Linked DNA regions of Mus musculus: all the other regions are linked to region 2. Evidence: chromatin contacts called from public Hi-C data. All regions are on one chromosome and are shown on one strand. The core of a region is the stretch at or near the end of the contact, and the rest is flanking DNA. Distances in the headings are between cores, read along the strand shown. Region 1 has its middle 130 kb from the start of Gm23835. Region 2 has its middle 85 kb from the start of Gm36819. Region 3 has its middle 15 kb from the start of Lratd2. Region 4 has its middle 11 kb from the start of Gm23835.

The links. A called contact is a pair of places that touch in the nucleus more often than the background predicts.
Region 1: a contact with region 2 is called in a Hi-C map of the N1E-115 cell line, with 4 times the contacts expected there. The contact joins two enhancer-like sites.
Region 3: a contact with region 2 is called in a Hi-C map of the N1E-115 cell line, with 7 times the contacts expected there. The contact joins two enhancer-like sites. A contact is called at or near these places in 10 of 484 Hi-C or Micro-C datasets (the AML12 cell line, CD4 T cells, the N1E-115 cell line and 6 more).
Region 4: a contact with region 2 is called in a Hi-C map of the N1E-115 cell line, with 12 times the contacts expected there. The contact joins two enhancer-like sites. A contact is called at or near these places in 3 of 39 promoter capture datasets (cranial neural crest, hippocampal neurons and pre-B cells) and 5 of 484 Hi-C or Micro-C datasets (CD4 T cells, the N1E-115 cell line, cerebral cortex and 2 more).

What each region holds. Positions count from the first base shown.
Region 1 is chr15:60,575,630-60,578,336 of GRCm38.p6, forward strand. No RefSeq gene overlaps it. Among named protein-coding and RNA genes, the nearest start is that of Gm23835, 130 kb to the right of the region's middle. Within about 2 kb of position 1,307, at least 4 of the 459 cell types and tissues checked have an H3K27ac peak or open chromatin away from gene starts, as enhancers often do. A contact at or near this core is called in the N1E-115 cell line, where this site is marked.
Region 2 is chr15:59,906,993-59,909,921 of GRCm38.p6, forward strand. No RefSeq gene overlaps it. Among named protein-coding and RNA genes, the nearest start is that of Gm36819, 85 kb to the left of the region's middle. Within about 2 kb of position 1,474, at least 4 of the 459 cell types and tissues checked have an H3K27ac peak or open chromatin away from gene starts, as enhancers often do. A contact at or near this core is called in the N1E-115 cell line, where this site is marked.
Region 3 is chr15:60,838,530-60,841,294 of GRCm38.p6, forward strand. No RefSeq gene overlaps it. Among named protein-coding and RNA genes, the nearest start is that of Lratd2, 15 kb to the left of the region's middle. Within about 2 kb of position 1,497, at least 24 of the 459 cell types and tissues checked have an H3K27ac peak or open chromatin away from gene starts, as enhancers often do. A contact at or near this core is called in the N1E-115 cell line, where this site is marked.
Region 4 is chr15:60,691,722-60,694,467 of GRCm38.p6, forward strand. No RefSeq gene overlaps it. Among named protein-coding and RNA genes, the nearest start is that of Gm23835, 11 kb to the right of the region's middle. Within about 2 kb of position 1,255, at least 42 of the 459 cell types and tissues checked have an H3K27ac peak or open chromatin away from gene starts, as enhancers often do. A contact at or near this core is called in the N1E-115 cell line, where this site is marked.

The DNA.
Region 1 (2,707 bases), core at 57-2,556, 670 kb after region 2:
CTTTTCCTGAACTTCTAGGCATACCCAGAAGCAGCCACAATTGCTCAGCACTCCACAGCCATTTTGGTTTTTGATACACTTTTCTCTTTGGTTTCCTTCACCTACTTTCAATATAGTATCAGATATCATCTTTTCTGGAAATCACTTTGAATATCTGTAGCAATCCTGATATACAGTTTCTAAAATGCAAGTTTTATTTAAAAATAATATAGCAGAACTCTGAACAGTGGTTCAGTGTGTGTGTGTGTGTGTGTGTGTGTATGTGTGAGTGTGTGTATGTATGTGTGTGTACATGATTGCATGTGTACATGTAAGTCAAGGCCTGAAGCCATCTCTGTCCCTGGTGTCTCTTAAGTCCAAACCATCCTCATTTAAAATGACCCTAAGCCTACTAATTGCAGATCATGTGTTTTCATCTTAGCATAGTTTTGCACATGCATGCTCATATATGTATTTGTGTACATACACACATATACACACATGTAGTATCTATTATCTATCTATATCTACACACACACACACACACACACACAAACACACACACACACACACATATATATATATAAACTATGCATATATTCTATGAATTGCCATTGAAATTTATATAAAAACATACATGCTTTTGTATTTTAACATCTACTGATGCATGTTTAATGCCATGTATTCATTATTCTTAACTCTCATACCGCTCACTATATAATGTGAGTATGCCCATAAGATACAGGCAGTTTGCCTCTTATGTCACCTGTGAGCCCTCACTCTGCTTTCCTAGGGTCAAAAAAAAAAAAAAAAAAAAAAAAAAGAAGCCATAGATACATTAGCAGTGTTGGTTTCCCTTGGATGCCCCACGGTTTTCAATTTGATGTTAATTTAAATGAACTGAAATGGAGCATGAGATCAGGATAGGATGACTGAGATCCTATCTCTGCTCCCAGCTGGGCCACAAATGGAGCCTGGCCATTCATCCCTGCCTGCTCCCCAGGCCATTTTCAAGGTCTTTTTCTATTACCCTTTTTTGGACACCCTTGCATCTGATTTTTTGAGGCCATGGTCTTGCTTCCTGACGAGTTCAGCCACAATCATTTGACGAGTGCAATCTTTAGGCTCCCCTGCTGTATCTCTGACGTGAAGTCAGAAGAAACACATTCCTCTGGCTTCCCCCCCTCAGAGGTCTTCTGTGTTTCCCTCTAATGGACTCTTTTAAGTGACAAGCTTCCAGCTGTTGTCATGGTTTGTCTGTTAATGTGGTTTGAGGCATTGGAGCAGTCTTTGAGCTTGGTGATTGTGCTATCCTGGGCTACAGTTACATGAAGTGAATCCTGAATTCCACAGTCAATGCTTGTGTTGAGAACACTGTTAATAGGCACACCACTGGAGGTCCCCTGAGGATTTAGCAGATGGATATTAAAACCACAGGGTGAGATCTGAGTCCATTTCTTTTTTTCATGTCCTCCTTGTAAGATAGGTGCTTCGGTTCTCTCACTGAGTATAATAGAGAAAAGTGAATCCACGCTAAATAGTTCTTCTATTTGCTTTTAATTTCTACTCCTACCAAGACTCAGATACTTTCTCAGTTGAAAGGCTTTGAGTCTATTACTTCTCGGATCACACAGAGTGACTCACAGCTAATTAAGCCACTGTTCCACGCTTTGGTCTCTGACACCTATTACAGTCTTTGGCAAGTTTCTGGGCTCTGTTACTAGTACATATTTTGTTTCTTCACACAATGTGGTCACAGTGATGCATCAAATTCCAAATCCAATTGTGTCGCTTTCTACTTAAAGGTATCCAATGTATCCCCACTGTTCCTCATATTAATCATAAGAAATTCTCAATAGAGCTTAAAGGATTCTGTATATCATCAATCCCACCTTCTCAGTTTTGCCTCATACCACACACACACCCACTCTCTTGCACAGAAACACACTGACCCTTTAAGTCTTTTTAATTCACACTGGTGTGTTCTCCTCTCTGCTCTCTTTTGTTTTTTTTTTTCATTCAGCAAATAAATACATGCATTTATCAGAGCCCTCACTTCTGATGTTTCTTCCTGCTTCTCAACTCACCCTGGTCAATCCTTTTGTCAGATTCCTTCTTAGACCCATCATGGTTTAGAACTAGATGGATCTTTCAGTGGCATTCACCGCCACCACAGGCTGGATGCAAAAGTGTCTCTAAGGCACTACTGAATATTGGTAATCAGAACATAGTGGGTGCTCAATAAAAATCCTTAGATGAATATAATGAATAATCTGTAGACAGGTCTTCCACTCCAATTAATGCCCAAACCTTGGCATATATGCTGTGTCCCGTTCTAATGCCATACGCTAAAAATACCTACCTTCTAAGGAAATATTTATGGCTCTTGTTGAGCTGCTTTCCTGGGAGGGAATAAAAGTGCACCCATAGCCTTTAAGCTGCCTTTCTGAGATAAGCAACCCTGCCTAAGAGTCTTTCACAAGGCTTGGCAATTTTCAATTTAAATATTGACCATGATGTCAATGATCACACTTACCAGGAATGTATAATGTAAGGAAAATGGTAATAAATATTATAACAGAACTCAACAGTGCTTCCAGACCCAAATAGATGAGTCATCTCTCTTGAAGAGATGGGGGGAACACAGGCATTTCCCACTGGGCTTTGAAGCTGAAGTCGGGCTGCTGCCAGTACTGTCTACTTGACCAGCTGCTTTAATGGCACCTAT
Region 2 (2,929 bases), core at 224-2,723:
ACATAGTGGTCCAATGTCTTCAAAACCACAAAGGAGATATAGCAGAGAGGACATAAGCTCTAGACATACAGGGTCAGGATGAAGCGTCCGGCTCCATTATGACTGTTTAATATTGCCACCGCCTGTACGGTATTTCATTTTTCTCATAGATATCAATTTCTTTAGGAGGGTGTGGTAGCTCAGCCTGGAATCCTAGTGTTTAGGAGGCTGACATAGGAGGATTGTCCCTGAGATTAGCTTGGGCTACCTCATGAATTCCAGGCTATCCCATGCCATATACTGAGACCACATCCCTACCACTGATCCCAAACAAGAACAACAGCAATTTCCTTTGGTCTCATCCATAAGACGGTTTCAGCACCCACTCTGCATAATTCTGAAGATGATTTGATTGACACAGTGACTGTGACTGCTCTGAAAGGCACTCTGGTGTCGATCCTGGCTTAGAACCAGCAGTGCTATCTAGCAAACATACCATGTGAACTACATAAGCCAGTAAAGTTTTTAAAGCTGGGCATGGTGGCAGAGGCCTTTAAAGATCCCAGCACTTAAGAGGAAGAGGCAGATGGATTTCTGTGAGTTTGGGACCAGCCTGATCTGTGCAATGTGTTCTAGACCAGCCAGGGTTGCCTGATGAAAGCCTGTCTTAAAACACATTTTTAAAATTAACATTGTGTACTACATACAATGTATCCATATACTGTTGCCATAATTTGAATGTGCCCCTCCAAGTGCAAATGTTGGAACCATAATTCCCAGTGCAACAGTGTTGAGAGGGACGACTTAAAGAAGCCACCAGAATTCTGCCTTCCTATTTGGATTAATGCTGTTATTACAAGACTAGCTTCCTGGTAGTACGGTATGCTTGCTTGCTCTTTGTCTGTCTGTTTGTCTGTCTGTCTCTGTCTCTCCATCTCTGTCTTTCTCTCTCTTCCTCCCAATTCTTCTTTTACCTGGTGACCACTTTTGCCATAATTGATGTGGTAAGAAATCTTCCCCACATGTGGCCTTGGTTGTTGTGAGCCCCCGGATGGAAATTGAGATGATACAACAATCTTGTAGCAGAAGAGACCAACAGAAAAGTCATAGCAGACACACTGAAGACATGATTCTCGACCCTGCTGGGCTCCCTTGCAAGGAGCTTTCTCTTTGTTTTATCTGCACTTGCCCTCAGAGAGCTGTGGGCTCCATCACCAAGAGCTACTGTCCCCCACAGGCTATCTCATTTAGTCTGTTTGGTTCCTTTCCTTAGCATCTGTACTGTGGGCTTTTTTTTTTACAACTTCAAAGAGCTTCTCACCCATATTCACTAATTAATTCATTACTCCTGTGAGTAAAACCTGCAGCAGGGAGAATGGCATTAGCAAGGATACCAGGGGCTTAGTATTTAAAAGAGGTGGCCCACATCCAGACACTCTCCACCAGAGCTGTTAACTCCTTCACAGCTGTCTGTGCCTCTACAGGCAAGTGTGGCGCTGGTGGCCACCACAGACTTGCTGTGTGCTCAGCTATACCAGGCACCTCTGGGCTGTGAGGAGTGGTACCACATGGCTTCTGAGTCACATCAGGATAACCCATCCTTAACCAGCTGTGTTTTGGTTGGCCTGCAAGTTGAAAGGATATACGCTGACTATTGTCAGTTTTTTTTTTTTTCCTAACTAGAGGACAGACTTTAGGGTTGTGTAGACCTGAGTTTTAATTTTGGCACTTTATAAGATGTGTGAGGGTTGGCTCAGTGGCCCCCTCTGAGGCTTAATTTCTGTATCTTTAAAATGAAATAGTAATATCTCCTTGAGGGGCTAAATGAGGCTAACTGGCAAGATACAAATGGGAGGTTCTGTGCAGAGCCAGGCACACAGAGAGTGCTCCATTGCAATAATCCCAGATTACTCAGGAAGTCAGCTCATGTGCCTCAAGGCATGCGGGACAGAGCTGCAGAAGGGGGGAGGCCTGGCAGGTCCCTTTGGGGGCATGGATTAGTTACTTCCTGCTGTGGTAATAAAACACTATAACTAAGAGCAACTTGAGGAAGAGTTTATATTGGCCTAGAGAGCCAGAGGGCCAGAAGTCCGTAATGGTAGTGGGGCATGGAAGGCAGAGCAAGAAGCTGAGAGATGTATCGCAGTCTCTCAGTCACACACAGAAAATAAAGAGTGAATTGGAAGTCAAACAAGGCTTTGAAATCTCAAGGCACGCTCTGGTGACATCCTCGCTCCAGCAAGCCTTCTTGCCATAAATGTCCCATAACCTTGCTGTAACATGACCACCAGTGGTTCAGATACCTGAGCCTATGGGACATCATTTCTCATTCAGACCACCATATTCCATCTCTGGTCCCCATAGGCTTATGGCCATAGCATAGTGCAAAATATATGTAGTCCAACTCCTGTGACACCAGAAAGCAAAATACCCACTTCTGTCACCCAGGGGTGTAGAATATATGTTCCCATTAGAAAGGAGGGAATGGGGGCATGGTGAGGAAATGCTGGGTCAAAGTAAGACTGAAGCCTAGCAGGTGAAACACCCAATCTTGTAGATCTGTGTCCCATGACTGAGACTTTAGTTTCAAAGACCGTCAGTGGCTCTATCTAGAGCGTTTTGCTGCATGCAACACACTTACATCTCTCTCTCTCTCTTGGACTAGTTCCAATCCTTGTTTCTAGTTCTTCCTTGGCAAATGACTCATGGCTCTAGCATATCCAGCATCTTAGGGGATCTCTACAGTAACCCTGGCTTCATCTTCCTGCCTTTATGCAATACTCTCAGGTTGTTTGCCCTCTTAAGACCTTCTCTAAGAGACTCTAGCATTGACACACATTGCCTGGCCATAGTGGCTCTCTGAAAATGGGAAGGGAGAATCCCAGACTTCCTTACTCTTGCATTTTTTTATGCCCCTAAAGCCAGCTTTAAGTGGATGACTCTGCCAAGT
Region 3 (2,765 bases), core at 247-2,746, 930 kb after region 2:
TTCATTATGTAAATGATTTAAAGACAGAATCTAATAGATTAATACTCGGAATCCTCTCCTGTGAATGCCTCTCGTTAACTCGATTTCTATTTAACTGGAGTTAAGGAAAACCGCCTAGTTACAGCCTTCGTCAATCTTTCTAAACTGGTAGTTCATGTGCCTGCCTGGGTTCTGGGAGTAAAATGAAAATAATTGCATTATTGCTCCATGATCAGGTATCTTGCAGTGTCCTGAGGGCACTATTCTACCTATCTATGAGGATTAAAATTTAACCGCAGTTACAGAGTTTTGTGAGGAATCTGGCCCTTCCTGCTCTAAGGCGAAGAAGAAATCTATAGGTCTTAGTGGATAGCTGCAGACCTCGGCCTAATACTTACAACCAGCACAGGGGCCGGAGCACGTTCTCAAAAAAAAATGGTGATGGAGCCCTGGTGTGAAGTGGATTTATTTCTTGTAGGGTGTGTTTCCTCATAATTGTAAGCATTGTTGCTGATGATTGAGAGATGAGCTAAAGACTCTGTTGTGTCATGCACACCTGTCCTTTGAGTTGTCACACACTGAGTGCCAGGCTTCCTGGACTTTGTCCAGACTCTGCAGACAGATGATGGACAGAGGCTGAGTGACTTGCTTCATGGACCTGAAAACTAGCAACATGGGCCTACCTGGGAACTTCTTAAAATTACAAAATGACTCAGAACTGCTAAGCTGTTTCACTTTAACAAGGTCTCCATGCAGTGTGTGTGTGTGTTTTGTGTTTGGGTGTGTGTATTTGTGTGTGGTGTGTATTTGTGTTTGTAAGTGTTTGGTGTGTGTGTTTGGGTGTGGTATGTGTATATTTGTGTATGGATGTATGGTGTGTTTGTATGTGATGTGTATATGTGTTTGTGTGTGGTGTGTTTGTGTATGGATGTGTGTGTGTGTGGTGTTTGTGTATGGATGTACGTGTGGTGTGTTTGCGTGTGTTTATGTGTATGTGTGTGTGGTATGTTTGTGTTTATGTCTGGTGTATGTGTGTGTATGTGTGTTGTGTGTGTGTGTGTGTGTGTGTGTGTGTGTCTGGAGGCAGACCTTAAAGCACAGCCTCTGGATAGCCACTTGGTTGCCCCAACACGCTGCAAGTCTCTGTGCTCAGTCCCTGATATGAACAGCACCCCCCTCACTGTTCTTGGGTGAATGTCCTGAGCAGTGACCCTGGAGGCATAAAGACAACTGTGAGCACTGTACATGCAGGGCACACACAGGTGTCCTTGTTAAGTGGCACACACAAGTCTCCATAGCAAGTGTCCTTGTTAATGGTTTTCCCAAAGTCTTTTGTTCCTTGGCTGTGCTTGTTTGTGTTCTCTGAGGCCTAGGCACCCAGGCCAAAGATCTCTACACCTGGATGATCTCAATTACTTGTTAGCTTAATAGGCTCTCCCTTTCTCAGCTTGAGCCTAGCCAGGGCTATCAAGGTTATTTACATCACAATTGCACAAGTTTTCTGCCCTGGGGCATCATCCAATCCAACTGACTTTACTAAAGACCCTGAAAGGTTCTGGGTCTGTTTCCCAGGCTATCAAGGCAGGGAGTTGCTTGAGTAAGTTTTCCCAGCAGGTGAAATCTTGACAGGAAACCTTTTGCATGGAGGAGTTCTTAGCAGCAGAGGCTCTAGCTGCCCTCTCTAGGATTGCATTGTTTCGTTTCAGGAAGGCAATAATGGTGTTCACCGGTGTGAATAACATTCAAGAGCCTGGAGCCAGGGGAGGAAGTCTGAAAGGAAAGGGAACCGGCTAACTGAGCAGAGTTTGTGGGAGATTAGCACAGAAACAGATCCCCAGACACATCCATGGGATTTATAACAAGGCTGGGTAATTTGTTCTTGCATGCTAAGATAAGGGTAAACAAATTTCATGCTGAGATGCTGGCCCCTATCTAGAGAAGGCAGGAAGGATTCTGCACCCTGTTGCTCAATGGCCGACTTGACAAATTATCCCCAGGAGCTTGTTTCTTGCAGACTTTATCAAGAGGTTGCACCGAGACCCAAGTGTTAAAGGTAGAGATGGCTTGCCTTGATGCAGACACAGTTCTTGTGCATCTCAGCATGGAAAAGCTCAGATGTAGACGTGACCCCAGCATTTGCAAGACCTTTGAAAGGCACTGTGCTGGTCTTGAGAAACCATGTGATACCCAGATGGGATGAAAATATATTCGAGAATGCCTTGCATGCCCTTGAGCCTTGAACCACATCGGTAGGGCACCTGACTCTGGACAGTAAACATTCTGTTTCTTGTGGTTTGCAGTGGAATGCAGTGTACAGTGTATCCACTTGTAAGGGGACAGGACAATAGCAATTCCTCTATTGTCTTAGTATTCATTATTTGTAGCATACTCCGGGCACTGGTAATGTTTTCAGAAAGAAGACATCTAGAGCTCTAATGTTAAGTTTCTTAGCAAAATCTTCGAATGACACTTAAAAAATGGAAAATTTAGGGACTGGAGAGATGGGTCAATTCTTACCAAGACTTTCATTCAATTTCCAGAACCCACATGGTAGCTCACAACTGTCTGTAACTCCGTCAGGGGATCCAAGACTCTCTTCCAGCCTACTCACACACTATATGCATGTGTCCATGGACACACACGCAGGCAAAGCACTCATATACTGTAGCAGGAATGGCGGGGGCAGGGGGGGGAGGGGGCGTCTCTACATAAACACTGGGGGCCATGCAGCCGCAAAAGCAACTTCTGCAGGAGGACCTAATTGAGGACTGCCTGAGAGAACAAGA
Region 4 (2,746 bases), core at 5-2,504, 780 kb after region 2:
TCTTGTGGAAGAGTGGGGAATAGACTTGAGTGAAACAGAGGAGTGAAGGACACCGCAAGAAGACCTACAAAGTCAACTAACCTGGGCTCACGTGGGCTCACAGAGACTAATCTAACAATCAAAGAGCATACAGGGGTTGTACCTACCCTCCCCCCACCCCAACACACACGTTTGTAGCAGATATTCAGCTTGGTCTTCATGTGGGTCACCTAATAATTGGAGTGGAGGCTGTCTCTGACTCTGTTGCCTGCCATTGGATCCCTTTCCCCTAACTGGACTGTCTGGTTGGGCCCTAGTGGGAGAGGATGTGCTTAGTCCTACTATGACTGGATGTGCCAGAGTTGGGTGGTACCCAAGGGGGCTTCCCCTTCTCTGAGGAAAAGGGGAGAGGGTAATGGTGGAGGGGCTTGTAAGGGTGGGATTGGGAGGAAAGAAACAACAGGGAGGCCTTGATAGGAATGGAAAGTGAACAAATAAATAAATTGTTAAAAACCCTCCAGTGTTCTGAAGCACGGGAAAGACTTCTCAGCTCTCCCTGCTCTACCCATCCCCCACTCCCTCAGCTCCCACTCCAAGCTCTGCTCTGAGGAGCCACCAAAGCAAATTCCATTGCGCTCATTTAGCAGTAGTGGCCTGATTTAACATGACCTCAAGTTAAATTGCTTTCACTAATGCAAACTTAATTGGGGTTCTTTTAATCCCTAGAAGTGATTCTCTTGTTTGGGCCTAGAGTCGGCTCCAATAGGAACATGGTGGTTGCTGGTGGAGGATTTAAAGTGGTGGCTTCTTAGAGAATTTCAGGAATGCAGCAATGCTGTGAGTCCACTGTAGACACCAGCTAGTGGCTTTGAACTATCTCCTCAGAAATGTTTAAAAAAAAAAAAAAACTAAAAAATAAAACACAGTTTCATGTTATCATATCTATTCCCTTTGGGGCCAGGAAATTCTCAGACTGCACTTTCTCCAATAAAAATATTTGGGGGATAAAGCAGATGAGATTGCAACCAGAAAAGACAGAAGCTGGAGTCTCATTCCTAAAATAACTCTTAAAATTCAGCTCTAAATTTCTCTGTCAAGCTCAGGGTACATGAGGTGAAACTACAAAATAGGCCTGCTTCAGTGTGACTTCCAAATATGGTGATAGCTGGCTTGTGTTTTTTGTGAATAATCACAAAAATACCCTCCTCATCTATAAGCAGGAAGACAGACAGAGACCTCATTCCTCCCCCAGTAGCTGTGGTAGAAGCCTGTCATCAGATCCAGCTCCTCTAACGGGAGCTGTTTCAAAAGAGCAAGAGAAAGAAACCTAGTGTCTGGCCTGCCCAATCTTCTCCCTGCCACATCCTGTCACTCTCATACTGGTTCTGCATAACTTGTCAATTAGTGCACGTCCACTGCAGACTGGTTGATACAGTTCACTGATAAGAATACTAATAAGTCAGAGAAGGTTAGCCAATTTGGCTCCAAACCAGTATGCCCAGACCTAGCTTCAGCCTTAATTTAGCCAAAGCCAGCTCTTCTCCCCAGCCCTCTCTAAGTAAAGTGTTTCTATGGGCCTGGTCCACTATCCTCTTTGTAGAATCTTTTTGATCTTTCCAAACTAAGCTTCAGCTGAATTGTCCTCATCCATGCTGATCCATCGCCTGTGCTTCGTGTCAATCAGCACTGCTTTTGATCTTGGACTCTCAATGCACAGTGACCCTTTCTCTACTCCACAGAAATCAGCTTGGTACGCCAAATGTCTGTGATGGCTATTCTCATAGCCGTCTCAATAGATCTCCTTTTGTACTAAACCTGTTCATCAGAAGGAAGTCATTCAGTGATTCCCTCCCCCACACCCACTGGGACAGGAGCTCTTTCAAGACCCATGTCATGGTCTCCAGTGTAAGGAAAGTCTGGGGCACTTTAGAAGCAGCAATTTGATCCTCATAGCAGCAATCTCAGGACCAGCCCTGCCCAATCCAGAAAGCAATTGAGGAAAGGTGGGAATCAGGTGAGAATCCTTTCCTTTGTGTCATCTCCTGGCAACATGTTTGGTCCTCAGCCCTTGGGGCACTGATCTTGGACACATTGTTTAGGACAAGACACTGAGAAGAACAGCACACGGTAGACAATTTGTGTCTCCCTTTGTGTTTTCTAGCCTGGTCTGGAAGCCAAACAATTAGGAACAAGGCTACAAGAACTTGACAAATGGCCAGCAGAGGGCGACTCTGGAAACAGGTGAATATGGATAGACAGGAGGATCCAGGCCTGGGCTGCTGCCCTAGCACACCAGCCCTCAAATGAACAACTCTGGAGGTGTCAGGGTTAGTCCAGCTGCTGCAGTGAGCGTCAGAACTTTGCATTCATCTCAGGAAATTGATCTGATGTGCAAAAGGTCCTTCACCGTGTTTATTCAGCTGCCCTTACCTGTCAACCCTCACCCCATCCTCTAGTCAAACAAATCAATCAGAAACATCAGTTGCTAGAGGAACACAAATACAGGCAGCACTGGGATTGGGCCTAGAGGGCTGAGTTCTTTTTCTGCTGCTCTGGGTTACAAACACATTCCAAAAATATAACTCTGCCCACACCATGGCAAAGCTGCCTTTGATAAAACACACAGTGTACGGTATACAATGTTGACACATAACAGATGGAACTTTGAATTTTTGAAATGTGCTCTCCGTAAAGGGGAACTAGACACGATACATTAAATTCTTGGTTAGAATGTAGACTCTTCCCTATATGACCAAAACAGTCAACA